Linked DNA regions of Mus musculus: region 2 is linked to region 1. The links are chromatin contacts, called in public HiChIP or PLAC-seq maps. All regions are on one chromosome and are shown on one strand. Each heading gives the region's core, a stretch centred on a gene start, on an enhancer-like site or on the middle of the called end of the contact. The rest is flanking DNA. Distances are from core to core; before and after follow the strand shown.

Region 1 (6,579 bases), core at 1,102-3,601:
AGCAGACACGACTCAGTGTGTCAAAGGGACCAAACCAGTTTTACAGCATCAGGTAGTATTGGGGTGCTGAGGTGTTGGGGTGTTAGGGTCTCATAAACCCCTTACTTCATGCATCCTAAAAGCACTTCCAAGCTGCCCCCTTCATGAGCAAGGGCATTGGAGGAGGATTTTGCCACCTGGGAAATCCTGCAGTATGCAGCAGCAACAACCCCTGCCTTTGGACATTTATGGAGTGATAGAGCTAAGTTGCCCTTAAATGTCCTCTGCTTCCAGCCTTGCTTTCTAAGTGGTATATGGGGACAATCAGCAGAAAACATCCACAAACCCAGCCCTCACTCCACAGCCATGGACCCTATCAACCAACCAAAACCACACAAGTGTGTGTTGCTGTCCACAGATCTCTGTTTTTGTTATCTTCGCTTTTCGCCCCCGCCCCCTTATAAGGCTTTTGCAGTTGAAAACAACTTCCTCTGTAATGCACGGTGCATTACAGAGTGAGTTGGTGAGTTGGTTTTAAAGATATGCATCTATAAAGTTTGCAAGACCAAGATAACCGACTAGGCCATCTTCTGCTATGCAGCTAGAGAAACGAGCTCTGGGGGTACTGATTAGTTCATATTGTTGTTCCACCTATAGGGTTGCAGACCCCTTTAGCTCCTTGGGTACTTTCTCTAGCTCCTCCGTTGGGGGCCCTGTGTTCCATCCTATAGATGACTGTGAGCATCCAGTTCTGTATTTGCCAGGCACTGGCACATAGCCTCAGCAGGGCGGGGGGTGGGGGGACGGTATAGGGAACTTTCAGGATAGCATTTGAAATGTAAATAAAGAAAATATCTAATAAAAAATAAATAAAGGCAAAAAAGTACACAAACTAAGTTAAAAAAAGATATGCATCTATAGTACTCTCGTGTTCTTTAGAGGTAAAAGAAATTAGACAAGAAGGGCAAAAATTTTAAGCCTGAAATTTCAACAGAAAGCCTGGTGCCGCAAATAATTCCTTGGCGTGGGGATGGGGGGATGTCTAGCACGATAGACACTTGGTAACAACAGAAACATTCAAATAATAAAACCATAATTGTTTTTTTTTTTTTTACCATTTTATAAAATACACATGATGCCTGATGAACAGTGAGGTAAACCACCTTTCTAGTAAAGAGCAATTGGATATTTTCTTTATTTACATTTCAAATGTTATCCCCTTTCCTGGTCCCCCGTCCTCCCCTCCCCCGGAAACCACCTATCCCACCCTCCCTCCTCCTGCTTCTATGAGGGTGTTCCTCCATCCACCCACCCACTCCTGCCTCCCCACCCTCGATTCTCCTACACAGGGGCATCTATCAAGCCTTCATAGGACCAAGGACCTCTCCTCCCATTGATGAATGACAAGGCCACCCTCTGCAACATATGCAGCTGAAGCCATTGATGTACTAAGTTCGGGTCATCTTATGCTACTGTAACAAAATACTACAGAATCATAATTTAAAATAACTGAAATGTATTTGGCTTCTGATTCTGGAGGTTTTGGGTTCCAAGATGGAGAGGCTACATCGGCTGAGGGTCTTCTTGCAGTCTCATAGCATTCTGCAAGGAAAAAGAAGGAGGAGGGAAAAAGGAAGAAGAGGACAAAAAAGGAGGAGGAAGAAGAGGAAAAGGAGGAAGCAGAGGAAGAAAAAGACGCTCCCCCCCAAGAGACAGAGACCATTCTGACCCCATCCTTCCCAGGAACCCACCTCAGCTACAATGAGTCTTCTGTGATAACAGAACCGACCCACCCGATCCAGTTGTGAGACCCAGGCCTCACCGGCTGATCAGCTCCTAAGTCCTGCCCTCTCGGCACCTTTGCCCCGGGATTAAGTTTCCAGTATAGGAAGAGGGTGAAGAGACATGTTCAAACAACACTTGAACAAACTTCCTCTCTGAGGCAATGTGACATAGGGATTATTCTATCAATATACGTGTTGTTATTGCAGCCTCTGTGGTCAAAGGAATGCGACCTGAATGTAGCACAGTCATCAGGCAGGGTAAGAACGATCAGCTCCATCAGCTGCGGTCAAGAATCAGTATTTAGTCGCAAGGAATTCTGGAGAAATGAGGAATGAATCCCTTTACCCTCAGAATAGCTGCATCTTAATCCATTTCCACTTTAAATCAGTCCATGGGCATCTGATCGCTTCCCCACCCTCCTCTTCATTTTTGATTCAGATGAACGCCTGACAGAGCGCAACTAAGTAAATACCCACCAACTAATAACGAGCGGGAGAGGAACAGTAATGGCACAGTTGAGGGCTGGAGACAAAACACACTACGGAACTTAAGGACACTGTCTTCAACTGCTGACCTTGTTATGTTCCCAGGGAGCACCAAGTTACTCATAGCACGGAACACACCCTCCCCCACCCCCACCCCTGGCACCGCCCTGGTTTGTTGGATGCTTCCGTTCTTGTCACATTGGTTACTAAGGAATCTACCACTCGTTCAGTGCTTGCCCAGAGTTCACCCATTTGCCCAGCCTCACCCTCTGAGCACATGCCCACATGCCGGGATGGTAACTTGCACTCAGAAGGCAAGCACTTCTTTCTTTGCTTTCTCTGCTTAACGAATCTCCATAAAACAAAGCCAGGCCACCCTTTCCACCCTGTGTAACTGAATCTTAAAAGTCTATAGTGTCCTTAACTATTCAGAAACGTCTATCCAGGAGCTAATTCAGTTGCAAATCAGCAATGCTTCTGTCCTTTAAAATCAGTATCCCCGTTAGACCAAGTTTCAAAACTAGCCTGAGGGTGTGACTCCACCAAAGGTCCTCCCACTGTCTTGCCTACTCCCATTTTTACCTCAATAAAACACATTCATTAAAAAGCTGTTTGAACCTCTCATCCCCCACCCCTCAGATAGAATCTAGAAGCAAAAAGCCATCAAAGATATTTCTGATCAGAAGTTAGAAGATAATAAACATAAAAATAATGCTGTAAAGATAAACGTAAAAATCCAGTTCTTATAGTGATCCATACTTTTTCTGGTTAAAAATTAGACCTTCATGTTATGTATGCAAGTTTCATTTGAGGTTTATATATTCATATTTCAAGTTCCTTAATTTTATTTATGATTACATAATATCAGTCTCAATACTATTTTTATTTCCAAGAAAAATCTTTTATGTAACATTTCCCCGGGGGGAAATTTTCTTACTTCTTTTCTGTTGTAACTTTGGCAATCCTCCATTTCTTCTTTTTCTCCTCTAATGACATGCTCTTATAATGACCACCCGTCCCAGGTTAGGAGACAAATGTAAAGATTCTGGTTTATATGGGCTTAGAGGTTGGACAACAAACAGTTCGGTATCCAATTCTCCAAAGTACACACCTTAAAAAACAGGTGTTTAAATAAAAGGGTGAATTTGCTTATTGTATTGGACTGCATCATTCCTGTGTTAAAAACTTTGCAATTTTGATCTAAAAAAGATTTCATTGATTCAAGTGGCATTTAATGAGAAAATAATGATGCCAACACCACCTTTATTGTTTTTTTTTTTTTCATTTACAAAACCAAGTGACTTTGATTCAGTTGTTCCCACGAGTCCACTTCTACTAATCTACAAGAGTTGGCCGGTCCCACAGCATGCTTCACTCTTCTGGCACTTTCTGCAGATGAACCAGACTCGATGACTGTCCACTGAGAACTTGCTTTTACGTCAGTCAGTGTTGATCTGGCTTTGGAGAACATCACAGCAAATTTTCTTCTCGTTTTTCCCTCAGTTACAAGAAGTACACAAGAGATTCAGACAGTATGATTAATGCCAAAAGCAAACTGTTTAATCCTATGAAACACGATGAAGTGTCCCAACTAAGGCAAAAAATATTTTGGATTTTTGCGTTTGAGTAAGTATCTACTCAACAGCAACAACAAAAATCCAATTTCCTTTCTTGAAAGTTAGCTGGTAGAGCACTCAGGTCTGTTAATTACATTTGGGTGCTGTTCTAAGTTGGTTTAGGAGCTTACAATTTTAAATTTATAAAACTTGCAAAGCAATATGGTATCTATGAACCTTTCTTATGGCTTCTCCACTGTGACTCTATGGATACTGAGCATTGCTATGGATACCACTGTGGTCAAATTAGAGAAACAACAGGCACACACAGTTTTAGCAGAACTCTAGACTTTACTAGGACTTGGACTTTTTTTGCTATGTTTTTCATGTCTTCTTTCTATACCAGAAGCTGATCCAAGGTACTGTATCACAATAACTTATAACATCTCAGAGTTTCTGTTTTTTTCTAATTATTTCATGATTTTAATAATTTTGAAGGACATTACTCAGTTTTAAATATTATTCTGATTGTATCTGGAGAGAAAGACACAGAGAAAGGGAGAGACTGTGACAGAGAGACAGACAGAGATAAACAGACAGAGAGAGAGAGAGAGAGAGAGAGAGACAGACAGACAGATAGAGACAGAGACAGAGACAGAGACAGGGACAGAGACAGAGACAGAGACAGAGACAGAGACAGAGACAGACAGACAGACAGGCAAAGACACAGAGAGACAGAGATTAGATTCAGCTATAACTTTTAGAAGACCACACATGTCCTTCTCAGGAGGTCATAACAGTGTACATGGCGTCTTACTGATGAGGGCACACTTCACTAGCTGTCGAAGGTGGATGCTTCCAAGCTTCTCTACAAAAAAGTTGCTACTCTTACAGACGTGGGCAACTTGAGAAAATATGACAAGTTGCATCATTGCTGTAGAAGAAAAGTTAGTTATGCACTTCTGAAACCCAGCTACAAAACATACAGCCATTTGTTGTGCTTCCTTTTAGAATACGGAAGACTGTATCACTCAACCAAGTTTGTAAATTACCAGTCTCCCGAAATTATGAATTATGTATCACAGAGCTTTTTGTCTTTGGGTTTGATTTCCAGGCTTAATGACACATGTTGGCGAAGTAACCTAACCTCTTGGCTTTAGTTTCTTATTTAAAATTCCATAAGGATAACAATAATATTTGCTTTAGAGTGTTGTTTTTATGACTGAATATGCCAACACTTGTAAAGTGCTTAGAAGAACGTAAAATAAACCCTCTGTGCCTTGGGGAAGGTATAAATATTTACTAACATGACTCGGTGTGTGTGTGTGTGTGTGTGTGTGTGTAAACTAACTCAGTAACAAACACAGCATGCTTTGTGTTTTCCAGAATTCCATAAGCTGATATAGCTATTAGTTTATCAAAGAGTGGAAAATTTCAAGAACTGGCCATGCTTGTTCCATACACAAAAGATAAACTATCAAACCTATTGACTGATAATTGTCTTGCCTGCAAGATAGGTTCATGCAATCGTGGTAAGGGCTTTTGGGAGTAGCCAACCAATATCTGACTTGACTTAAGGCCTACTCCAAGAGATGGAACCTAGACCTGACACTGCTTGGGTAACCAAGACACTGAGACTAGGTGACTAGGGACAAGGGGAAAAGCAAATACTACTGTCACACACACACACACACACACACACACACACACACGTAAAGATGTCTCTCAAGGACCTGCTGCTCTACTTGTAGATCAGTGCCTTGCACAGGCATCATCAGAGAAGCTTCCTCCTGCAGCAGATGGGGACAAAGACAGAGACACACAGCCAGATATTAATTAGACAGAGAATGAGAGACCTTAGAACACACCCCCCTAAACAGGATGACTCCAACAAATCCCTCACCTCAGGGCTCATAGAACCCTGCAGAAGAGGAAACAGAGAGAGTATAAGACCCAGAGAAGTTTTGGTGGGGACTGCATTGAATCTGTAGATTGCTTTCGGCAAGATGGCCATTTTTTACTATATTAATCCTGCCAATCCACAAAGCCAGATATGGCTGTCTCCTGAGAGGCTCTGCCAGAGCCTGACAAATACAGAGGTGGAAGCTTGCAGCCAACCACTGGACTGAGCTCGATGGAGGAGTTGAAGAAGGGCCTGAAGGAGCTGAGGGGGTTTGCAACCCCATGGAGGGAGCAACAGTGACAGCTGGCCAGACCCTGGAAGCTCCCGGTGACTGGACCACCAACCAAAGAATACACATGGAGCAACCCATGGTGCTGGCCGCATATGTGGCAGAGGATGGCCTTGTTGCACATCAGTGGGAGGAGAGGCCCTTGAGCCTGAGGGTGTTCGATACCCCAGTGTAGAGGAATGCCAGAGTGGGAAGACAGGAGTGGGTGGGTGGGGGAGCACCCTCATAGAGGCAGGGGGAAGGGGATAGGATAGGGGGTTTCTGAAGGGGAGACCTGGAAAGGGGAAACCATTTGAAATGTAAATAAAGAAAATATACCCCCCCAAAAAAATCCACAGGAGACAGAGAACACCAAGAAAACAAGGCTCTCTTTATCAACATGACCAAAGCTCATATGAACTCACAGAGACTGAGACACCTTACACAGGGCCTGCACAAGTCTGTACCAGTCATTTGGGTGTAAGTTATGGCTTTCAGTTACATGTGCTTATCGGACTCCTGAGTTTGTGAATGAGTGGGGCTCTGTTTGCTGTGTTTTCTCTTGGGTTCTTCCTTCTGTTTACTTTTTTCCAATTCCAATGT
Region 2 (6,579 bases), core at 2,253-4,752, 840 kb after region 1:
TGCCCTCCCAATGGTACCCACTGCATCTTGGTCACCCTCCACTAGTGAAGTCCTGACTCAAGCTACCCTTCAGTTCTCAGAGCAAGCCACTCCTGCTCTCCCAGACCCTTGGTCTTCAATGCCCCCCCCCAACACCCACTGTTCTTGTGCCCTGGCTGTGAACGCACATCTCTTTCTTAGAGAGATTTCCCTTCCTTAGTTTGGGGTCCTGTCATTTATCCTTTCTGTTCCTTCATTACTTCAATCCCAATGCTGTCAATGTTTATTATATGTTTCATATAGTTATTTACTTGTTTATTCCCTCCCTCACAAATATTCGAGCTTCGTGGACTAGATCTCATGTATAAGCTCAATAGACACAAAGGTGGTACTTCAAATAGTAGTGAAAAAGATAAGATCACACTGTCGAATGGCACTGTGTGCATGCACACACACATACACACCATACACCAAATCATACATATACATACACACACAACAAATACACACATCATAAACCACACACTATACACACACCATATACATACGAACAATGTCAGACACACATTCATCATTCAGACACACACATCATACACAAATACCATATACATATACACCAGTCACACACAGAGCAGACACAAATACACACACACACACACACACTTCTGTTTTACTTCCTTTTACCATAGCTGTGTTCCTCACAGAGCATCTACCTCTCCTGCCTCCCCTGAGTTTGCTCTCTATAGTGAACACATCCACTCAGCAACCCTTTCAGCTCCTGTGGTCACCCCAGCCCAGCCCCAATCGGAGCAGTCCCCCTCCTCCTTTCCTTATATTACCTCATTTTCTAGCATGTGAAGTCAAATCAGTCTAATAATGGCATCAAGAATGAGTGGCTTGTCACATCGCCTCCATCTACCAGGTACAAAGGACAGTTTTCAAGGAAAAAATGGAAATGCCCCAAGAGCAGGCCCTCTGCCATCATTGGCAAAATGGTAGGCTAGGAAGAATCTTGGTAGCACAGTCACAGATACACAATACACACACACACACACACACACACACACACACACACTTACTGAGCACCAGCAGGCATCTCTCTGAACAATGGATGGAGACACGTGAGTGAGGTAACAGCATCCTACCATCACAGAATGTACCACACTTAGAAAATTAGCAGGCCATCACTGTTTGCACTGTGCACTTATGAAAAAATGTACAAAATGTTAAATTAAAACACTATGCTCCCCAGCTCGAAGGCCAGATAAATTCAGGGCTACAATTAAATGAGTTTCTGCTTCTCTCTCCCACGTCTCTCCTTTTCAAATAAAGATGGTCCACAGTGATGCAAACAGAAGGATGCTACTTTCTATTAATCGACTCAGATTAGGCACTATAAACATAAGGATAAGGTAGTCACACACAGGCCTTAGAAACTCCCCCACAGAAAGCCCCTTTCTACTTCTCCGTTACATTTTGGGGGGAGAAATGGCGATACAAGGAGGTTAATTGTTTTCATGAGTTTTAGGCCACGCTAAGTCCCTTCAAATGTCACTTTGCCAGATTCTTGGGAAATGCTTCTCATTAATCCTCCATCAAACACATAGACAGCTCCATTGATGTCTGCCTCCCTCCCACTTTGTGAGTGTGCATGTATGTGTATGTACATGTGTATGTGTGTGTGTGGATGCACAAAGTGAACTCGTACTTGCGGGTATGACACTACTCGTGTTCTGCTTCTCTCATCTCATATTTCTAAGAACAATACCACTCAACTGTTCTCTTATCAGATGAACTCTTATCAGTTGGCCACTAACTGAGCCCCAGGTCATAAGGGAGCTGTTAGCTTATGGCCTAGATCCTCAGACTAGAGCCCTAGCAGAGCCAGTGTCCCTATGAGTGCAAAGTCACTGCCAAATGCCCCCTCACCTCCCAAACATGGTGCCCCTTGCAAGCTCTGCTGACAGGGCTTGGTGCCTTTCCCTTTCCCTCCAAGCCATTGATGAACTCATCAGCCATCTGCTTAAACACTCAGCTCTCCAGTGGCCTATGACCTCGAGCTTTGTCACAGAGTCTTCTGCCTGGAGAATTGTATCTTTTAATAAGCTGAGCCATCAAGGGCTGTGGCTTACACAACTGAACTGCCCTGAGCATCTTTGAGCTCTCCAGTTGTGGGCCCACCTTGACCAGCAGCTGTTTCACATGAAAAGGGGAGACAGGAGCTCTTCCTTCAAGTTCAAGACCACACTAGTCTTTTTGCTGTCACTGTCAAGATTCATTTAAGGTTGAGGTGATGAATATAGAATGTTCAAGGAGACCACAGCATGGTGGTAAGCACAGGACCTATGGGCAAGTGTCTCAGTCTACACTGTCTCCTTCTTTAAAATGGGACTATAACAAAACACTTACCTCCAGAGTGTGGTAAGGATTAAATTAGGACAGCCACATATGTTCAGTGGAGAGGCTGAGGGGCACCACTAAATGAAGTTGCTTGCTGTGGCATCTGTTGGTTTCAGAACTGTGCATGTCATGTAATGTGATACATGGTAAGCTTCAATATGAGGCTGGAAGAACAACTATGTCCTTGGCATCCCCACTTGGTGGACACATACACACACAAACGCATAGGAGAAAGGACGAAGAGGATGGAGCAGGAATGTCACCCTGTGTTGTGTGGCAGCTTTCATGTGATGCTGTTTATAAATGAGATTGCACTCGTGCTAGACATTCGTAAGCAGAAACAGTCTCAGGCAATCTCTGCTCCAAGGCTCATTTGCAAATTTAACGGGAAGCAAGCCCTCCCTACCTCTTGCAAAAGGGTGTCTTTAATTAGTGATGATTGAAGTACGGTACAAAAGTCAGTTCTGTTTTGTTTAAATTGCTCAAATCTGCTCAGGTAGGAGATAATCTCCCCACACAAGAGCCCGTATCTGCAGAAGTGGATGAAGCTGTGACTAGGTAGCCCTTCACAAAAATAAATGTGAACTTGATTTTTCAACACAGCAGGGCCTGGCTCTTCAGATGCCTTTGTTAGAAGTTCTCTGTCTTGCTTTGTATCTCACAGTGGCTGCAGATTGCTTCTGCTTGTTGGGTTTAATGACTAGCCCTGGCCAGCTGTGACGGTCAGGATCTTTTAGAATTTGTTGTCCATATGCTGAATATTTTCAGATTAGCTTTTGGAAATTTTGGGTGGCTAGTTTACTTGATCCCCACCTCCTTGGCTCTCTGGGCTCTGCTGTATAAAATTGCTATTTGGGGAGCATATTACAGACGATTTCCAGAGCTCCTGAGTCTGAGTCTGATTCTGAAGGTCTCTATGGGGCCCTTACATCTACATTCTTAGCTAGCCCATCAAGGATACTGGAGCTGAGGGTCCAAGAACCATACTTTAAATCGTTCCGCTTTGTAAGAGATACTTTGCTGTGGAGGTTCCCCCAGACGTACAGCCCTATCCCTTCATGCTTCTGTGACTCTGTACAGACCAGGAGGTATTTGATTCATCCCTTTTTAAATTCCAAAGTGATGACTCCAAAGTGGCCTCCTCCAACCCTCCCTCCCCATATCGAGTTCCTGGATACACCTCCCTGTTCTGTTCCATGTGCTTTCCAGAAAGTAGCCATGTGTCCCAGCCTCTTCCACCAGAGCCATTTAAAGCCTCTAGTCTGGCCAAAGCTGACATGCTGTAATTCCATTGGGACATTTCTTGGATGAAACAATGATCTGGGTGAGAAAGTTGGGGTGTGACAGCAATATTTATTTCTAATGAGGAAGAACTAAGAGTGAGGAAGTGGGAGCCATTCTCTGATCACTGTTCACACTGGATCTGTTGACAGAGGCGGAGGCCTCCAGCCCTCTTCTGTGCCAATGGTCAGACAGGTGGCCTCTCACAGATAACTAACTTTAAAAACTAGAAGGAGGAAATGTGAAAGTGTGAATGAAGGGGGCTGATTGTTGAAAGATAGTTTTGAAAATACTAGCTTGGAAAAAAATGGACTGTGAGAGATACCGAAAACAATGTTTGCTTGGAAATGTGCCCACCATTGGGACTTTGGTAGAAAGAGGCAGGACTGCTAAAAGCTGAGCTGTGATCATCAGCCACCAACTTGCTATCGTGACTGCTGTTGAGTAATTCTGGTCCCCGTGGCCTCGATTTCCACAGCTTTAAGACCATGATGCAGAGTGTTAATGCCCTAACTTGGACAGACAGTTATGCGAGCACTGACCTTAAATGACGCTGTGTGGTGGACTGATGGAATCCACCGTCAGTATTGCCTGCAACCTTTCCATGGATTGAAACATCCAACATGAAAAGTTGATTTTATTTTTATTAGGGACATGGTAGATCCCACACAGATGTCCTGGCTCTAAGACCTTTGCCCTCATTGCCACCTCTGTCTTTAGAATGTGTTCCAGACAATCCACAGGACTCATCCCTCACCTCCCAGGAGTCCGCTAAGTGATACCTTCATGAGGCCTTCATGAGACCTTCTCTGGGCACTGTTCAGAACTGAAATCCTCACCTCCCACTGGGGATTCCTCATGCCTTTCTTTAATTTCCCCCATACATGGGGGGTGGGGGGAATTACCTTACTACCACCTACCTTGTAACGTGGCTATTGTGCCGGCATCCCAGAATGTAAAGTCCCTAAGGACAGGCATCTGAGTGTATTCAGTTGGTAACGGTGTCCCCTGGTTTCCCAAACAGGGTCCCTTAGACTAATTTTTCAGTGAAGGGAGCTAGGCAAAGATAGAACAATTAGCAACAGGGAGCCACTGGTAGAAACAGAAAGAGGACAGAGGGACAGTCTCATGGACATCTTTGCTAATGGAAGATAAGAGTCTGATGCTTAATTACTAACAGCTAATGACTGCAGCACTCTCCCCTGAACTAAGTCCGGTCTTAATATCTGTGTTTCCTTCCTGCTCAGCTGTGATAAGCACTAATGATTGAAAAGTGAGGTCTCCTCTGGCAGAGGAGAGGACTGGGGGTGAATTCATCAACCTAGGTGGAGGTTTGCCAAGAGCTGGCCTGTACCCGTGGACAAACATCAGGTGTTCTCTAAAGTCTGTTTAAACACAAAGAAAGCGTGAAGCTACACTCGCCTACAAGGACAATTAGGTACTAATAAAAAGATTAGAGGATAAAATAAGAGACTGCTCCCTATTTCCCTCTCAGGTTCTGCATTTAGCTAAGGACACTGTACAGTACAGGAGGCATAAGGTGCCATTGAGCGGGACACTGTGGGCACTGAACTAAGTGCCGGAAAACCACAGCATGGCACAGGGTCCGGCCAGCATTATTATCCTTCCTCTCTTTAAGTCGAGAGGAGCCTTTGCCCTCTGGCTTTCTTTACTGAGATTTATTATTATTATTATTATTATTATTATTATTATTATTTTGCCAGTGTTGCCTCAAGCCGTAAGAACCCTTTCTAATATTGACCAACCTTAACATCTGCTATTTATATGCTACTAGACATAAACAGTCACCTTCAAATATTTACACTATAACCACAGCATCAGAGGCAACACATTAATCATGCAGATATTTAGAGAGAAAGTAAGATGTAGTCTGTCCCTAAGAAGTTCGTTTAAGGGGAGACAGTTTGCAGCAAATGGAAACCATTGTGATGTAAGGCAGGTACCCGTCTGTATTGATAAATCACATGAGCAAGATGGCATCACTCATACCAACTGCTCTTCAGGTTGAGATAAAGCAGTGCTGACAGGGGCAAGATGTGCTTTTATTATTGAATCTCCCATTAAATACATTGACAAACCATCTAAGTTCCTTTATGCCTACTTTCCTAATTTTGGAGTAGGGGGAAGTTTCCCTTTTTCCGTCTTAGACTCTGCTTACACAGGTCCATCTGGAAACTTCCTTGTGTCCAATCACCTCATGCCATGGTTTAAGAAGCGCTGGCCCAGACCTTCAGAAAGGTTCAAATGCCCCCTAACTAGCCTCCCCATGTCCCATACCCACAGCTATGTCCTTTCCTCCATCCACAGCAACATCAGATTTACCCGTCTACCTCGAACCCCAACATATCCAGTTCATGTCTCGGCCCCTGAATTTATTCAGAGTCAACCCTGTGGGTTCAAAGCATTTCCTATTTTTCTCACTTTATTTCCCCCCATTTTGGCAGATCCATCTCCCTTGCATCTCTTTCCTCACTTAGCATGCACTGTTCAAATGTAAAGAAATGTAAAGAAAAACGGAAGCCAAGGCCAGTGCTTTTCTTCGTGTTTGTGCAGCAGATGCTACTGTCAGTACAGCAAACTCAGGTGTAGCCCTGTCCCAAATGCCTAAAATAACCACAGACTGTAAGGCTTGGTGACCAGAGGAGTTTTAACCCTTTCGCCTCACTCTGCCTGTAGTGATATTTTATAAGATTCAAATAACAGTAATATCAGAAACTGGATTTATTACTATGCCTAAAGCACAGTTTCAGTAGTTCAATTTTACTGTTTGCAGATTTAGCATGGGCTTGTGTAAGTTTCATTATAATAAAAAGTTACGAAGCAGTGTTGGCCAATATTTATTGTGTGCCAAGCCTTTAAAATGCATTACCTCATTGAGCCCTTCCAACAACTTTAATG

The links. HiChIP or PLAC-seq counts read pairs in DNA pulled down with a chosen protein or histone mark.
Region 2: a contact with region 1 is called in an HNF4G HiChIP or PLAC-seq map of pancreatic cancer cells. The contact joins two enhancer-like sites. A contact is called at or near these places in 2 of 39 promoter capture datasets (both in liver) and 1 of 115 datasets of contacts at active chromatin or transcription factors (pancreatic cancer cells).

What each region holds. Positions count from the first base shown.
Region 1 is chr5:90,775,405-90,781,983 of GRCm38.p6, forward strand. No RefSeq gene overlaps it. Among named protein-coding and RNA genes, the nearest start is that of Pf4, 6.3 kb to the left of the region's middle. Within about 2 kb of position 2,352, at least 17 of the 459 cell types and tissues checked have an H3K27ac peak or open chromatin away from gene starts, as enhancers often do. A contact at or near this core is called in pancreatic cancer cells, where this site is marked.
Region 2 is chr5:91,613,994-91,620,572 of GRCm38.p6, forward strand. All of the region lies in intron 3 of Parm1 (prostate androgen-regulated mucin-like protein 1), which reads left to right. Among named protein-coding and RNA genes, the nearest start is that of Gm36222, 91 kb to the right of the region's middle. Within about 2 kb of position 3,503, at least 47 of the 459 cell types and tissues checked have an H3K27ac peak or open chromatin away from gene starts, as enhancers often do. A contact at or near this core is called in pancreatic cancer cells, where this site is marked.